2 separate regions of the Gossypium arboreum genome follow, and region 2 is linked to region 1. A link is a contact called in public Hi-C data. All regions are on one chromosome and are shown on one strand. The core of a region is the stretch at or near the end of the contact, and the rest is flanking DNA. Distances in the headings are between cores, read along the strand shown. Region 1 holds the start of LOC108460582 (OVARIAN TUMOR DOMAIN-containing deubiquitinating enzyme 10-like). Region 2 holds the start of LOC108470016 (indole-3-acetic acid-induced protein ARG7).

Evidence for each region. A called contact is a pair of places that touch in the nucleus more often than the background predicts.
Region 2: a contact with region 1 is called in a Hi-C map of leaf, with 2.7 times the contacts expected there. The contact joins the promoter of LOC108470016 here to the promoter of LOC108460582 in region 1. A contact is called at or near these places in 2 of 5 Hi-C or Micro-C datasets (both in leaf).

The regions. Positions count from the first base shown.
Region 1 is chr4:98,256,519-98,262,195 of ASM2569848v2, forward strand. LOC108460582 (OVARIAN TUMOR DOMAIN-containing deubiquitinating enzyme 10-like) reads right to left here and starts at 2,427. Exons shown (of 11, transcript XM_053027385.1): 1 at 1,768-2,427; 2 at 247-338; 3 at 1-121. The coding sequence starts at 292.
Region 2 is chr4:98,603,597-98,609,273 of ASM2569848v2, forward strand. It overlaps LOC108470016 (indole-3-acetic acid-induced protein ARG7), which reads left to right and starts at 3,413. Exons shown (of 1, transcript XM_017771192.2): 1 at 3,413-4,375. The coding sequence starts at 3,865. The coding sequence ends at 4,218.

The DNA of each region.
Region 1 (5,677 bases), core at 1,177-3,676:
TCTAGTATATAATATCCATCAGTCGGCTCCAAAGAGCTGGAAAAATCCTCCGAATCACTAGCGCTAGAGCACGAACTAGGTGGCACCAAAACATCAGATTCATCCTGGCCATATTCATAGGCTGCACATTGGCAAAATAAATTCCAAATAGTGGTAATCTTATAAATACCATGAAAATGATATAAACATGATAGGAAAAGCTTCTAGACACCTGAATAATTGTAGTTTGTTGCTAATGGACTATACCAATCATGAGGTCCACTGGATGCTTGCAATTGTTGTTCATCAGCATGAGAAAATTGAGAAGCTTCTGCTACATCGAGATGTGAGAACTCTTCCTGAAGGATACCAGCAATGACCTTATCATTCTCTATCTGGCTGCTTTGAGTATCCGTATGACCTCTAAAATCATGCATGTGATGATACATTTCACCATTATCATGCTGTATTGTATAACTATATACGGAAGGATAAAACAGGTCACCCCCCAGAACCCAATGCATGAAATCTGAATCTTGCTGATTCATAATCATCAACTTCAAACAAACACTTGACCATCTGTACAAGCAATTCTTAATTAGATATTTGTTCACACATAAAAAGAAAAAAAAAAGCATTTGGATATCCGTATTCATGCATGAAGAAATAAATCCTAAAACTGCAATTACCCTGAAAACCACAGGGCAAAGGCTCTGCTGCAAGCATCAAACTAAGAAACTGCAGCAATACATTTTCTTTGTGGAAAGTTATGGAAACCTAGAAAGCTAAGTAGTCATATCTATTTGCTCTAGTTTTTTCAAACTATTTAAGTCAATTGTCTATACAGCACCAAGTTCTACATGAACTATATTTGTATTGATGATACTTTGTGAAAGTTCATTCAAAATAATTAAAATTAATTGCAAAAAGATACTAAAAATTCTGTAAATAAACAAATGATGAAGTATCAATTTATTTTCTTCAATCTGAGGATACCTTCTCCTTCAAATATATCTTTAAAAAAAGTAAGCACTATTGATAATGAGTTAAGAATCAAGACCACCTTGTCTAAAAAGAAACCCAAAAGGAGTTATGAGAAAGATATTCTTTTCATTTCAGACAAAACCCCAAATAAGAATAACTTTGTAATAAAGGCAACAAAAAGGACTACATTAAAAAAGTTTGTTTTAGTGGATTTTCATTGCACCACAGAATAAAAATGTTAGCTCTCTAAATTTACCGGTGGAATCAATTCTATTCTATCCTAAAGCAACCATCTTAAAAGATAATAAATAAAAAATTGTCGAAGTCAAATTAGATAAAAATACTTTCTTTATTTACACTTTGATCTAGATCCAATTCTAAGATGCTCTCCACTTAGAGTTTCATTTCTGAATAAACTACTGAAAATTTAATGACGAAAACGACAATTAATTCTTTAAGGTTTCTCTTATGCCTGGATATAATTTACAGTTCATACACACGATTTCATAACATATACAAAACCATGGAAACCACAAAGCACAAAACTCAAAATTTCCAAAAAAAAAAAAAAACACGTCGATTCAAATGAAAACTTGATGTAGCCGATCAAACATAGAAACACAAGGATTAAAAAGAAAAAATCCGAACTTTATCATTAAGCAACCTAAAAACATGAAAAAGAAAAAAACCCAGAATTCAGAAAACACTAATAAACAATACGAATTAAACCCAGAAATAGGTGATCATTTCCAAGTCCATTCAATCAAAACAATAAAAAAAAGATCTGGAATTTACAGTACTCACCAAACCAGGAAGGTTGAAACTTTAGTTTCAAAAGGAAAAAACAAGACACAAAAGCAAACAAGGAACTATTTCACAAGAAACAATGGAGTACACGAGTGACTTAAGATAACGATCGAACGTTGAATTTTTTGAAACGAAAAAAAAATACATAAATAAAAAAAGGGGAAAAAGCTAAAACAGCTTCATTTTGACGTATTTATAAACAAATTGTTGTTTCCCGCGGGCGTTAAAAAGACAAGCAAGTCCCGATCCGATTCCGTACGGATGGCCCTTTCAACCGTTGGATCAGAGTTTCGAGCGGACGTGATATTCCGTTGAGTTTAAGCGGCATCTTCTAATTCCATTTAATGAGTTGTTCTGAATTTTTAAAGGAGACCGGCGAATAATTGGTTTTTGAGTTGAAAACTATGCAAAATGAAGTGTTTGAGATCCTTCCATTAATTGGAGCAATTACGAGATCTAGGGCTGCGAATTTGATCTGCTTAGGTTGCTGCGAATTTGACGGTTCTGACCTTTGCCTTGAAATCAATTTTATTGCCTAAGATTTCAATTAACAATTTAAAATGGTTGTTATTCGGAAAAAGAGAAAATACAATTTAAAAATGGTCCAAAACAGTCCAACTCCGTCCTCTCTCATATTCACATCAACATCATACTAGGTACCTCATCTTATTTTTATTCAAGTTTTTATATTTGTATCCACATTTGGATTTGCTAGTAAACTCAAACATTTTACGAGTTGCATGAAAATTGCAATAATTTGTTTATTTTATTTTGACAATTGTAAATTATACATCATCTTCATTTTAAGTACTCAAAATAAAATAAAAATTATGATTTAAGTACTTATGTTAATTATTTTGGTCAATTATAAGCGATTAATTGACATGGCAATTACAAAAATCAATATAATAATAAATTTAGCCTTAAATTTTTACATATTATATTAATTTAGTTATAATTTTAAAAATTAACTCTCAATTTATAAATTATCTCAATTTGATCTTAATTCTAAAAATTTAAAGAAATATATAAAAATACATAAATATTTTTTGAAAAATATAATAATAAATTTATATTTTATATAAATATTTATATTAATATTAAATAAATATAATTATATTAATATTAAATAAAATAAAATCCCCCACTCCCGTTGCTCTCTCCCTTCAAACCTCCCCCACCACCGTCCTTGTCTCCTTTCCCTTCACCCCTACTCAAGGCGATGAAAAGTTGTTAGTCTTTTTATTTTGTCTCTCAAAGATGGAATTGAAATAACTTTTTTTGGGAGATTTTTTCGCCTCTTATTTTCTGTTTTTCCTTTTTCTAAGAAGAAACAGAGAAGAGAAAAAATATAGGTAGAGAAAAATAGAGATAATGAGTATAGTGAATGTTAATAGCAACCAAGTTACATTCTTCAAGAGGCATTCTTGGTTGCTTAAAAAATGGGAGGGACAATGGTGGGGGAGGTCCGATGCAAGAGAGAAGAGGGACGAGGATGGGAGAATTTTTGTTTTATTTAATATTAATACTAATATTAATATAAAATTTAAATTTATTATTATATTTTAAAAATATTTATGTATTTTATTTTTAGAAGTAGGATCAAATTGAGATTATTTGTAAATTTTAAGGATTAATTTTTTTAAAATTATGGTTAAATTTCTATAACATGTAAAAGTTGAGGACTAAATTTGTTATTATATCGATTTTTTAACTGTCACGTCAACTTGCTATTTGTGATTTTAACAAGAGTGACCAAATTATTAAACTATGTAACGTGGGTGCTTAAATTACAAACTTCTTATTTTGGATACTTAAAATAAAAAAGTTTTAATAGCTAATTGACTATTTGTGTAGTTCACCCTTAAAAAAAAAAACAATACCATACTTTTTTTTAAAAGGAATTGGGCTTGCATTTAAACAAACAAACAGTAAGTCCAACAAGTGAAACCAACAGAAAATAAACCAAACAAAGCAAACCAAAACAAAAGCCCAATACAAACGCCCACTCTGGAAACAAAACCCTAAATAAACAAACGATAAGCAGTTCCAATAGCCAACTAGATGGCAATAGAGGCAGCTAAAACGCCAACAGGTCCCAATGAGAAAGAGACCAACCAACCAGAGCACGCAAAAATCCAACAAAAAAGAAACTCAGCCGTTAATCCACATGCAAGAATCACAGATGTGGCACCAGAGTTGTCCCAAACCTACCAGAAAGTCAGCTAAAACCCCAATCACTCCTATAAGGACCAAAGAAACCCCAATGAAACATGCCCTCTAGATCTCACCACTTCCCCTTCAATCACCTCGCAAAACAACACGGCGATCAGCCTCCATTGTTCGCTGCACAAAATCAGGAACACACCCACACAGGTAAAAGTCCAACCCAGCCTTCAATCTTTCCTTTGCCAACAAATCGGCCATTGTGTTACCTGTACGAAAGACATGTCGAAATTCACATTGGCCAAAAAAAACCTACCTAGTGCTTGATGTCTCGGATATAGGAGCCAAGGACTAACGTATTAGACCAAAAGGAGTTGGCCTTTCGAATTATCATAAGGGTGTCGCCTTCAACAGCCATATCTAAAAACCTGAGAGCCAGGCCCAAGCAGGCCACCTTAAGGTAAACAATGGCTTCAGCAGCAAAAATCGAACGCATGTTTCTGCTTACCACCTGGTGAGAACCCAAAACTGTTCCTTGGTGATTTCAAATAACAACTCCCACGTAGGATGTCCTAGAAGGTGCATGAAAAGCTACATCAAAGTTCATCTTTAGACAGCATCCATCCGGAGGCCACCACTACTCAGGCCCAATCAGATGCCCAGGTAGTTTCTCCTAAACCACGTCTAACATAGGAGGTAAGGTTCAACCCTTTAGATTAGAACATGCATCTGTATAATAGCATTATCATGCACATGTTGATTCTGAGCATTCAAATAGACCAGAGAGCATACTGAAACAGCCTGGTTTAGACCCTAGTCGGAATAGTGGTTTTGGGACCACAAATCTGAGTCAGAAAAATATTTTTATATTATTTTCCATGCTTATTATATGTGAATTAGTATGTGTGAAAATTTCGTATGAAAATTTGATCATTTGTATGCTTAATTTGATAAAAGGACCTAATAACGTAAAATGTAAAAGTGGCCTTCTATTTGTTAAAGTGCTAAATTGCTATGTTTTATTAAATGTGGAGCCTTTATATTGTTATTAAACCATTAGCTTATTGGATGGACAAATATATCATTAGTTGGTGGATTTTTAATGAATGTTCATTAAGGATAAAATAGTAATTGATAAATTAATATGTGATTAATAATAAAAAATGCATGAAACTAGCCATTTGTTCATCATTTTTTCGAAAAACACAAAGAAAAAGAAAGAAAAATACAAGCTAGGGTTTGGCTACTGTTCACTTTGATTTAGGTATGTATTTTGTTCAGTTTTTGATAATTTTTATGTTTTTTGTGATTGTTGCTTAGTGTTCTATCAAGCCCATGTCTAAATTTCAAAAATTTTTGATGATTTTGAGTTGATCCATTGATGAAACTACGAGTTTTATGAAGTTTGATGATAGTATATGGAAGCTTGATGTTGGGTTAACATGTTTTGTCTTTGAATTTTTGATGAATTTTAGTAATTTAGGCTAAATTGTGAAAATGAGAAATTGAGGGACTAAAATGTGAAATAAATGAAATATATCAGCTTATATGAACACTATGAAAATTCGGCTAAGCATGGGTATATGGAAATTTTTTATTTTTTTATGATTTTTGTGATTAGGGACTAAAGTGTTAAAATGTAAAAATGTGAGGGCTAATTTGTAAAATGCCCTAAATGTGTGTTTATGGATTGATTTGAATGGTTTGTTGAATAAAATAGTTAAATTTGAATTTATATAGA
Region 2 (5,677 bases), core at 2,163-4,662, 350 kb after region 1:
GGTGGAAAGATGTTGTAAAGAAGATGATAGGATTTTTTATTTTATTATTACCAACCTTTAATTATTAAAGACCAAATTTAACCTTTTAATTAAATAACAAAAATCACTTAAAAGATGTCCATAAATGTCCACTTAAACAAATAATAGTTTAATTACCACATAAGGACCTCCACTTTAATATTCCATAGCTATTAGACACCTTTAACTATTAGAACATAACTTTTGCACTTTACGCGATTTAGTCTTTTTTATCAAATTAAACACTCAAACGATAAAATTTCTTAACGAAATTTTCACAACATCACATATTCATGCTTTAAACATTAAAATAATTATAAAATAATTATTTTGACTTTAGATTTGTGGTCCTAAAATTACTATTCCGATTTGACCAAAACCGCTATTACAATTTTGTACCGATACTTGTTATAAAATATCGATACTTATTTACTTGGTATCAATATTGATCCAAAGATTTAAAATTTTATAAGTTAGTTCATTTATTTGAACTCGAATAAAATTTTATATTAGTTTTAAGCTCGATATAGTTTTATTTTCATTCTTAATGTCTAACATTTGTATAATTATGTTTAGTTAATAATTAAATTGAATAAGATTACTCGAGTTTGTTTGTAGCATCTCATAACTTGAGTTTGGTGACCGAATTGCGTATGGAGTATTACAGCTAACCCATATATAAATCATTGAAGTATGTTTTGGCACGTGAAAATAGCATCTATATACATACAATTTTTATGGATTTTTTTAATTTTCACTTGATACGCTATATTCCGGTCTTGTCAATAGAGGTTAAACGTTGGCCATATTAATATGCTTTCTATGATTAGAAACCAATTTCAGCTGTACCATCAATTTAGAATAGTGATAAATTCTTGACCCATGCCATTAGGTAATTGTGATTCCGACCTTTGTTATTGGGGTAAAGGTGATCATAGCTTATAAAACGAGAAGTGTCATGTATAATTACATACACTTAGAAATTTCATTTCTTTTTTATTCATGTTTATGATATGAAATTTGACTTGCACTATGATGGATTACCTAAGATTTTTTCATACATGCTTGTAATCAAAACTTTAGCCTAAATAATTTTATGTTTGCTTAACCTGATCAATTGGAATATCTATTACTTACTGAGTAATTTGTACTCTCTTTTTTTTTATTTTTTTTTAAATTCGGATTTTGGTTGTGAACGTAAAATCTCCGAAGAGTGACATTCTTAAATTTAATGCATTGTCTTGAAAAGTTTTAGATGATAATACTTCTTCGATTTTCAAGACTAATAGATATCACTACTCAAGTTTTAATTTTTTATTAGAATTCTCTTAGCTTACTTTGTTTATTTCAAAACATACTTTTGAATTCCCAAATTGTATCAATGTTTATAAATTACAATTGGATATTCCTTAAAAAATTGTTTAGCTTGTTTGATTTTAGTTCCTTTTACTTGTAGCCTAGCATATTTATGAGATAGAATCTCACAGATGTGCGACGTTTGTTAAGTCTCGATTCAAGGAGTGACACTGAGAATAGCTTTAAAAATATGACTTTAAGGGGTGACACTAAGAATAACTTTAGAAATATGACTTTAATGCATAAGGATCCACTACTTGTAACTTGTTTATAACTCTTTTGCAATACCAACTTGTTTATATCTTTTGAAAAACTTGAGATTTACTTGTATTGACAAAATAAAAAACCTTTTGTAGCACTACAATTAGACTTATTAACTCATAGACAATCCCATTGACACTTGAACATATACTCCTATGTAACTCTATGAATCAAGAAAATTACAAAACAAGAAGAGTAGAAGAAACAAAGGAAGAGTGGAAAAAATATTTTCAACTTGTTGCTTCCCACTAGGAAGCATGGGAAAGAATTAATGGGGAAGTATGGGAGAAGCCATGGGAAGGTAGTTGAAGAAGGAATTATAGCAAATGGCTTATAGTATAAGATAATAATAGATCAAAAGACAAGGCAAGCTGACACAGGCCAGGCCAGCTAAGAGAACCAGAAGAATGCTGGAGCAGGAAGAGGGGGTGAAATGTGCGGATTAAAGGGGCAGTCCAATCAAATCATTGGGTTATTCATTCATACTTGCAGTTTAAGCTGTTCACTTGAAATATCATCTTAGTTTAATGATTTATTCATCCGTATATGAAGTTAACACTTATAAACTGTTCTAGCATATATTGTATTATATTCACAGTCCAAACTAGCTGTTGACATAGGGAAATAATACTTATAGTTTTACTTCTATGCTTCTACAAATACCCATTCCGCAGTTCCAACGAGAAAAAAGGGGGGAAATGGAAGAGGGAAAATGGAGTCAAATTTTCAGTAGTCCCACAATTTAATTAAGTCCTTTTTACTTACATTCAGTTTCTCACACCATGTCTGCAAAACTGTAGGAAGCTCTACTCGAATGATGTGCAGAATTGAGTGATTTATTGTCCCCCTTCGCCTTCAGACAAACGCGTACAGCATTTAAAGTCCTCAGGGGATGAACCCTTTGCTGTCCTTTTCAATCATCTCTGTGAATAACTTGAGAGAAAACAGAGTCATTTCCACTTGTCTTTGTCAATGTAACAAATAATGATCCGTATTTCTCTTTCCTTGTTCTGTTTTTTTCTAAGTTTTTTTTTAAAATTTATTATTCTTGCCGAAATTTTGGAATTAATTAACTTCTGAAGTTCATCCAATGCAATAAAAAAAATGAATATAAGGATATTTTCAAGCTAAAAGAGAGTATTTAAACTATTGGTTTGGTCGGTAAGATATGGAGCCAAACAAATCTTAAGTATGGAATGTTTGAAACTACGAATCGCTGGCTGGGGTGTTAAGGATCATTGTACAATTCCATATAACCACTTCCATCCTCTTCGCTTTACTTTTTTTTTTAACTCCCCTTAAATCCCTGGCAAAGACTTGGGTTGTTTGTCTCCAGCAATTCCTTGTTTTGCCCATTACATGCATGCACAGACAGACAAGGGTCCAGAGATACGCAAAAGCTTATCCCGAATCCAGCTGCAGAACATAGCCCAGAAGAGAGTAGAATAATAGTTCATGAATTAGATGTATATATAATATCTCCTTCAATGATAAAACAAAGGGTCTATACTCCATACAGTTACTGAGATTTAAATCTCACCTATATGAATCAATGAAAAAGATCCATATAAAGCTCTCTTTTTTCACTCTTTTGACAGTCTGGGCCTGAGGCAAGCTGGTGTATATTTAATATCCATTAATACTACTAACATTTACAATATATAATATGTATGTCAACAAACTGAAAGTGGAGAATCACACTCTGCCCAAGAAGCTTATCCTATCCCTCTTTCATATCTTATCTTTTCCCACTCTCAACTTGTGGGGTCTTAACATCGAGAACTTCGAAAGATCACACCGATCAAGCACCATCCTTTCTCACTCAGAGTTCATGTCTGACCTTACAAGCAATAATTTTCTTATACCCTTTTTTATATAATGACATGCATGTTCGTACACTTTCGTATCAAGACACCAACTGCTATAAAAATGGCTACACCATCTCAATATCCATACATTTCAGCTTAAGAAATAAATAACATCACTAAACCTCCTACCAAGACTTCGACCAACCCAAGCTCATAACCTCTTAGGCCTTAGTTACATATCATGTCAACCAATTAATGCTCCCCCCAAAAGCTCTCTCTCTCTCCCTCTCTCTCTTTCTACTGCTATATAATCCTTTCTTTCAGTTCCATCTGTTTCACTACCCAAATCTCCATTTCAGATTACATGTGCAAGTTCCTTTCCCCCATCTACTCTCTGTCTATGTTGGCATATTGCTAGACAATGAAGGGGAAATTTCTAAAGGCATGCATTACCAAATGGAGGAAGATGGGGAATAGAGTCATACCTTGTGGCAGTTGCGAATACTGTTATGAGTGGGCAAAGTGGCCTAATACCAAGAATGAAGAGAGTTCAATCCCGAGAGATGTGCCAAAGGGTCACTTGGTAGTATATGTTGGTGAAAACTATAAGAGGTTTGTAATTAAACTTACCTTGCTCAAGCACCCACTGTTCAAGGCATTGCTAGATCAAGCTCAGGATGAATATGATTTTACCACAGACCCCAAACTCTGCATTCCTTGTGATGAAAGCCTTTTCCTCGAAGTTGTTCGATGCGCTAGCTCTCCTCAAGATTGAACACTCTCCCGGTGTCTAAAGGATTTTATGCTAGAAACTTGATTGATTCACGGGGTTTCAGTCTAATAAGAACGCTAATCTATAGTATACTGAGTAGATCGTTGTAACATTTTTTTTGTAGCATATAAATGTAACTCCACTGAAAAAGTATTTGACTTCCTGTTTGCCTATTTTAAGTTCTGGTTCTAAGGGCCTCAACCTCTCAAGGCATATGAAAGCTCGTGTGCCTAAATGGAACCCAATTAAACACACAGTACGATACCATATCAACACCAAACCCCTACCAGCTCCGGAATCCACTTTACATTGGAACTTGAAAGAACAGCTAATTGAGGTACAAAACGTATGTGTAGATGCGGGTATATGTTAAACGTATGTTTAATTTTTTTTCAAGTCTCTTTCTCTACATCCATATCCAAATGTCTGCTGGACATGGTTGTCAATATTTCATACAAAATAAAGAAAAATATAGTATAAAGCTATAAGATTAGAATTATATTACTATCAATGAAAATTGCCCTAGAGACCGGGGAAGCAGGCTCCTTAATCTCATCGAGCCCGTCTCAAGGGCAGTGTCCATGATACTTACCTGTAACAGTAAAGCATGGTTCAACTAGCAGATGCACGCAAAAAGCGGGTAACTAACGAGGAAGAATCAGACATTCTAGGTTTAGCTAAGATTATCGAACTGTGTTCTTCAAGATTCATCTAGAAATTCAGGAACAAATGCTGCAAGAAGAATGAACAGAACTTTAGACGTCAAGTGTCTGAATCAAATTATGACACTAGATTAGCAAGCAGTGACCTTGAAACACGGAAAAGAATCGAATCCCAAGCATTTGCACTGTGTTAGCATGGGATGTTGTCAAATGCATGACGATAGAAAGGTTACAAGTCAAAAGGTGGGAAAGCTATGGTTCCTTAGCACTGAGAAACGCTGTATGCAGGTTCAACGCCAAAGAATTTCTTCAGCTTGGAACCTCCAAAGTAAAACCAGAGAAGTTGCGAAAAGATAGAACCTCTAGTATATTGAGCTACGAATAATACACCAATCGACACACAGTAGAATCTTGTAACATATCATATTCTTTGCTCATTAGCATCGTAAGTCTAAACTGTCTACAACAATGAGAATAGATATATAAACTCAGTCTTCGCATAACAATAATACTTGCCAACAAATATAGACAGAAACAAGGACCAAAGGAAACTTGGTTACAAATCACAGCAGAGCATACTACAAGAATCTACAGAGTATGACAAAATATTACAGACTATAATGTATTGAATCTGAAAACTATAAAAAATTTGATGATGATGATAACAACAACAAAACTCAGTCAGAAAACTTTGCGGCACCTTAATAGAAAATGCTTATTATAAGATCTTGTTCCATACGAAAAACAAGATACAGCCATCCACATTTTCCACCAACATGGAGTAAATGTATTTCAAAGCC